Regions from separate parts of the Macaca mulatta genome. Here region 1 is linked to region 2. Evidence: chromatin contacts called from public Hi-C data. All regions are on one chromosome and are shown on one strand. The core of a region is the stretch at or near the end of the contact, and the rest is flanking DNA. Distances in the headings are between cores, read along the strand shown. Region 1 holds the start of CCNI (cyclin I). Region 2 holds the start of CCNG2 (cyclin G2).

What was found. Hi-C and Micro-C count contacts between places; a contact is called where the count stands out from the background.
Region 1: a Hi-C map of liver shows a contact between it and region 2, with 3 times the contacts expected there. The contact joins the promoter of CCNI here to the promoter of CCNG2 in region 2. A contact is called at or near these places in 6 of 14 Hi-C or Micro-C datasets (CD4 T cells, blood, cortical neurons and 3 more).

Annotation. Positions count from the first base shown.
Region 1 is chr5:56,736,291-56,738,990 of T2T-MMU8v2.0, reverse strand. CCNI (cyclin I) reads right to left here and starts at 1,413. Exons shown (of 7, transcript NM_001195445.1): 1 at 1,258-1,413. It overlaps LOC144341152 (a long non-coding RNA gene), which reads left to right and starts at 1,936. Exons shown (of 3, transcript XR_013417888.1): 1 at 1,936-2,173.
Region 2 is chr5:56,647,193-56,649,892 of T2T-MMU8v2.0, reverse strand. It overlaps CCNG2 (cyclin G2), which reads left to right and starts at 1,379. Exons shown (of 8, transcript XM_015138467.3): 1 at 1,379-2,621. It overlaps LOC114678317 (a long non-coding RNA gene), which reads right to left and starts at 1,225. Exons shown (of 2, transcript XR_013417884.1): 1 at 1,092-1,225.

The DNA.
Region 1 (2,700 bases), core at 164-2,663, 89 kb before region 2:
TCACATTACCACATAAACTATCTGTAACTACAGATCGTCTTTCCTGAACTTTAGTCGGCCCTTCATCGGTATCAAGAAATTTCTAGTCCAGGGGCTCAGAATCTCTCGGAGATTCTCTGGTCCCAGACTAGCCAATCTAAATCTATTCCGTCCATTATTTCTTAATCTATTTGTCCAATCCTTTTTATTTCATCTGCCACAAATGACCTGGAAAAGCTAGAAGCAGCTAACACTGTTAACAAACTCATTTTCAGGACACATACCACACAGCATAGAGTTAGGCTTAATTCTGGTTACCGGGTTTTAGCCGTGTTGCCTAAGGAGAAAATTACTTAATCTTGAGGCGTCTCAGTTTTCCTCATCTGTTAAGATGAGGCTCCTACTACCAGCCTTGGGAGGATTAAATGAATTGCAAGCCGTTTAGGAGAATGCCTGGCAGATAATCAGCCTCATCAAGTGTTGTTATTTAACGTCATTACCGTAACACCCTGCTGCTCTAAGTCGAGTGGCTCGCCATTGACAGAATAAAACATAAATATTTTAGTTCAAACCCCTTCAAAGTCTGAATCCATTCTACCTCCCGAAACACATTCCACTGTTTTGCTACCCAAATGTCAACTTCTGCCAAAAGGATCTGTAACGGAACCTCCTAGCTCCAGCAGAGGCCTCTTTGTCCTCCTTTCAAATTTCAGTTATTTAATCGAGCCTTTAGGGTACAACTCAAATCGCACCTCCTCCGGATTCCCACCACCCACCCGCACCAAGCCCTGGGTAACGTTGCCCTCCCCCGAATTTCACAGCACCGCAGGTTCACCCCATTCATTTGGCATTCACTCCGCTGTGCAAAGTTAGTAATCTTCCTGGTGTCCCAGCAGGATCGTTCAACCTGAGGGTGGGGGTGTGTCCCCTTCTTTGTGTATTAACACAGGCTCGTAAAGCCTCCAACACGCACTACAGAGTAGCTAATTTGCCGCTGCCACAAAAAAAGTTACTCGCTGACAGAAAAATTGGCCCGAAAAGGAACACAGTAGCGCTGTTTTCAACTGGGCAGGTGCCGGGTCGGTTTGGGCCGGAGAGGACGAAGAGGGCTGCCCCGAGGTTCCCCGGGCTGGGGGATGCAGGAGGGCGGGTCTCCAGCGAGCAGCGCGCGGCCACGGGCGCCGCCAATGGGGCAGCGCGGGGGCAGCAGCGAGGCCCCAGCGCGTAAGCCGGCCGCGGAGACGCGTCGAGCCCCCCGCCCCCGCCCCCGCCCCTCACCTTCTCCTCCTCTTCCTCCTCCTCCTCCTCCCCGGCTGAGCTGTAGGCCTCACAGTGGTGACGCGGGGTCATCCGGGGGCCCGTTACCACCTCATTCTCATCGGCGCGCGGCGGCGGTGCGCGCGGGACTACGGGGCCGATTGAGGAGGGAGAAGAGGGGGAAGCGGGTCGGGGGGCGCCGGCGCTGGCGCTCGAGCGGGACGCACGGCTGCGGGTGCTGGGTCGGTCAGCGAATTAGTTCCATGATGACCCCCGGCCTGAGGCCGCCGCCGCTCGAGCTTGGGTGGGGAGGGGGCTCCCTCTAGCCATAGGGCGGCGGGGGCCGGGGAGAGGCGGGGGGGTGAGACCGGCTCTGCCCCTGCCCGGGGAAAGCGCCTCCGAGAGGAAATGGTGAAAGGGGGGGAGGGGGGAAAAGAAAAGAAAAAAAAAAAAAAAAAAGAAAGGGGAAAGGGGGGAAAAAATAAGAAAAAGCGAGACAGAGGCGCTGCCGCGTCCGCTCGCGGGGAAGGCTGGGGAGGGAGGGGAAAGAAGGAAGAAGTGCCGGCTTCCTCGGCTCCGCCCTCGCGGACCGATTCCTAGACTCGCCTACTCCTTGTAAACAACACGGAATTGGTCTTTCACCCTTCCTCTTCCCTCCCTCCGCCTTTCTGGTCCAACGAAAGTACAGAGAAGTCCGGCCGAAAGGAGACGGGCTGGGGAAGTCGTTGACACTGGGATGGAAAGAGGAAGGACATTTTCTGGGGGCTAAGAAAATCCGTGGACTCATTTTCCTTGAAGGAGCGGAAGGGTTGCTTGCAGACTGCACGGTGACGTCAACGTCTCCCGACCCCATGGAGGAGGCGTGTGGTGGCCGGGGAGTGTGCTGCGCATGCGCTTGGGGAAGAAAGAGGCTGCCGAGCGCTGCGCTTGGGGGAAGGTAGCTCACGATCGGCTTCTCTGGTCCAGCCTTAGGGTAGCTTGGTTTTATCTAGCCCTACTCGTCTCCAGCGTCTTAGAATGATTCACTGGAAAGGGGATACTGTTCTCTTGGGTGGAGATCTTGCAAATTTGTTGACCTGGCAAAATATTATGTGTTCTCTTACCATTGACGTGTAAATAGAATTGCGGTTTTTCTCGCTGCCACATCGTGTGGGTGGAGGGAGATTCTAAAGGGTTTTAGAAATCGGAAAATGAGGGAGAATCAAATGATGGGTGCTTAAGGCCTCTGTGAAAAACTATAAACTATGCTGCTGACGGGGAGGAACCTGTTTGGCAATGCGCCAATTGGATTTTATCCACTTAACCAACACGTCTGGGTATTTCAGAATAGGTTTTATTACCAGGTACTTAACGAGTGTGTGGTGACATAAATGGGTTTTATTTGGGGTTCTGTTACTACAAAGAGTAACTTTTTGCTATTTTAATTGATTTAATTATTTAAAGCTATGTAGTATTACAGAAAGT
Region 2 (2,700 bases), core at 130-2,629:
TTTCACAAGTAACAAAATAATTCACAGAAAACATACAGAAGAACAGAAAAGAGAAAACTGTTCCCAGTGGCTGATTATGTAGATTAGAACTCAAGAATACGGTATTTACTAATTTAGGAGTGAGAGAGTAAACAAATAAATGTTCCACATCCCCCATTGATATCCATGTGAAAGTGTCTCTGGCCTAAGGCACTTGGTTGGTTTGCTTTTTGTCCCGTTCTGGGAGAAGTGTCGCCTATAACAACAATGCTAATTATAATGAATAATAAATGATAATTTATGGGTTACCAAGGACCAAGCAGCTCTGGGAGTCTTCATTAAAACAACAGCACAACTACAACCTCTGGACGTACGCCGTAATTATTAGATGTTTACGTACCCTCATCAACGTGCTAAGTTTTTATTAAAAACTCCTCCTTCAGTTCCTCCTGATTTTTTTTTTAATTATGGAAAAATTCCAAGACACACAGAAGTAGAACGAACAGTGTAATGAAGCCTCGAGTACCCATCACCCAGCTTCGACCCTCAACTTTTTGCCTATCTTGTTTCACCTGTCTTCTCCACTTTTTTTTCCTCTTGGATTGGAAAATTTTAAAACAAACATCCAAACTTGTAGCATTTATTGAATATTTTAGTAGACGCCCCGACAATGTTATAATAATTTGGTGGGTTATTGCAAAATGGAACGGCAAGACAAAACAAAGAAGGAACGTAGAAAACTCTCCCGTGGCTGAAAGGGCTGTCACAAAGGTTAGCTCTGGAGAAACGCCGCGAGCGTGACATTCCCCTGAGAAGGGCGGACGCAGCCAGGAGAGAAGGCAGTCCCTCAGGGCAGGTAACTGAAAACCTTCCCCGCTGCCCACCCAGGCATGCGCAATTCAGACCCTGGAGTTGCTAAGGCCCCAAGGCAGAGAGAGGCTCAGGATACAGAGAAAGCCAATCAGAGGGCTCCAAGACTGATAAATTAGCCAATCCAGATTCGAGGGTGAATCAGGTCCTCAGCATTCCCCTCGCCCCACCCGCATCCAATCAGAGAGCCGGCTACTTTGGGCGGACTTTTCAAAACAGCGAAAACAAAACAAATCGGGGACCTTTAAAATGCGTAATGAGACTAGAAACGATCTCCTTCCGCTCCTCAGTCTTCCCCTGTTCCCAAAGCCGAATCAATCCGGGAATAAGCCCGACGCCCAGATTCCGCCCTCCGCCGTGGCGCCGGGCGGGAGGACTGGCTTGGCGAAGCCAAGGAGAGCTAGGGAGGCAGCGAGAGAGGCTGGAGACAGCGGCTTAGGGGCGGGACTCTTTTTAAAGTCCGTGGAGGAAGTGCAGGATCCCTCCGCGGGGAGTCACGTGCCCCGCCCCCTTGGGGGCGTCGAAACTCACAACAAAAACAGGAGGCTCACTGAGGCCTCTATTGAGGCGGCGGAGGTGCGGCGGCAGGCTGGTCTCCGGCGGCCGTCGTTGCGCCCGGGTGGAGGGTGGGCGCGTGGGGAGCGGGATGGAGCCGGGGCTGTGAGGCCGAGGCGGCGGTGCCTGGGAAGAAGGGTCGGATGCCGGGCCGGGGGCACCGCTGAGGCAGTGGGGTCCCCGACCTGCGAGACAGGTTCGGAAGTCCCCGCTGCACCCAGTCCCTGCGGACCGTGAGACCGCGGGCGGGTGGAGGCGCGTCTCCGGCACGGTGAGTGGGCCCGGCCAGGGGCGCCGTGGGTTTCTTTGTTCGTGGTGGGGACTGTGGGCTGCGGGGAGGTTGGTATCATCCGAGTGTCTCGGTGCTGCCTGCCCCTCATCCGCTGGAGCGACCAGGGTGCTGTCCTCAGCCCCAGCCCTGGGGGGAGCTGGCGCCCGCGACGGACAGATAGATGCTGGTGGGGTGGACGGAGGGGGCGACTAGGCTAAGGGCAGTCTCCGCCTCGGTGCCCCCCGCCCCCACTCGTGTTGTCACGGGGGCTCGCTGGGGTGGTGCTTCTTGGATTGACAGCCCCGGGGCTCTGCAGAGTTGCAGGGCCCCAGCATCAGTGAGAGGATGGGTGTTGTCCGGTCGGGCGCGGGGCGGGCTAGACTGGACTGGATTTCTGTCCCCGGACCGCAGCCGGGTGTGCCGCGCCACCCCACGGCTCCTGGGACACGGGTGTCCGCCTCTCGGGTAAGTCCGGAATCGGTGCTGCAGCAGCGGATGGGAAAAGCTGGGGGCTGGACTCTCCGAGAGGGGCTTCTGCAGCTGGGCGCCCCGGGCGGGCGGGGCTCGGGAGTCTCCTCCCTCCGCTTCTTTGTTCAGTCGCGAGACTTTCCCTCCCCTCCCCCCTATTGTGCAACGCCCCATCCCCGGGACCCGCTGCAGTCGCTGGCCTCACTGCAGTCCCCTGGGCAGAAGGCCCTCCCCGGTGCGACTTCAGGTGGGGCAGACCGAGGGGACGCCGGCGCCCGCGGACAGTTTCCTGTTTGTGAAACGCCGAGAGGCCAGGGCTGGCAGGTCTTACCCAGCGCTGGCCGGCGGACCTGACCACGGCTCCTCCCCCTGCCACACCTCCCTGGCCGTGGTGGGGATTGCCCCAGGGCTCTGGAGGACGTGACTGGTCCCTCCCCCCGCTCCTTGTCCGGGTGTGTGGAGGCGATCCTTGCTGGAGGTACTGGCCTCAGCCCTTTCTATCCCGCTTCCCCACCCCTCTTACCTCCAGATTACATTCTCTGTGTGGTGTCTTTGCT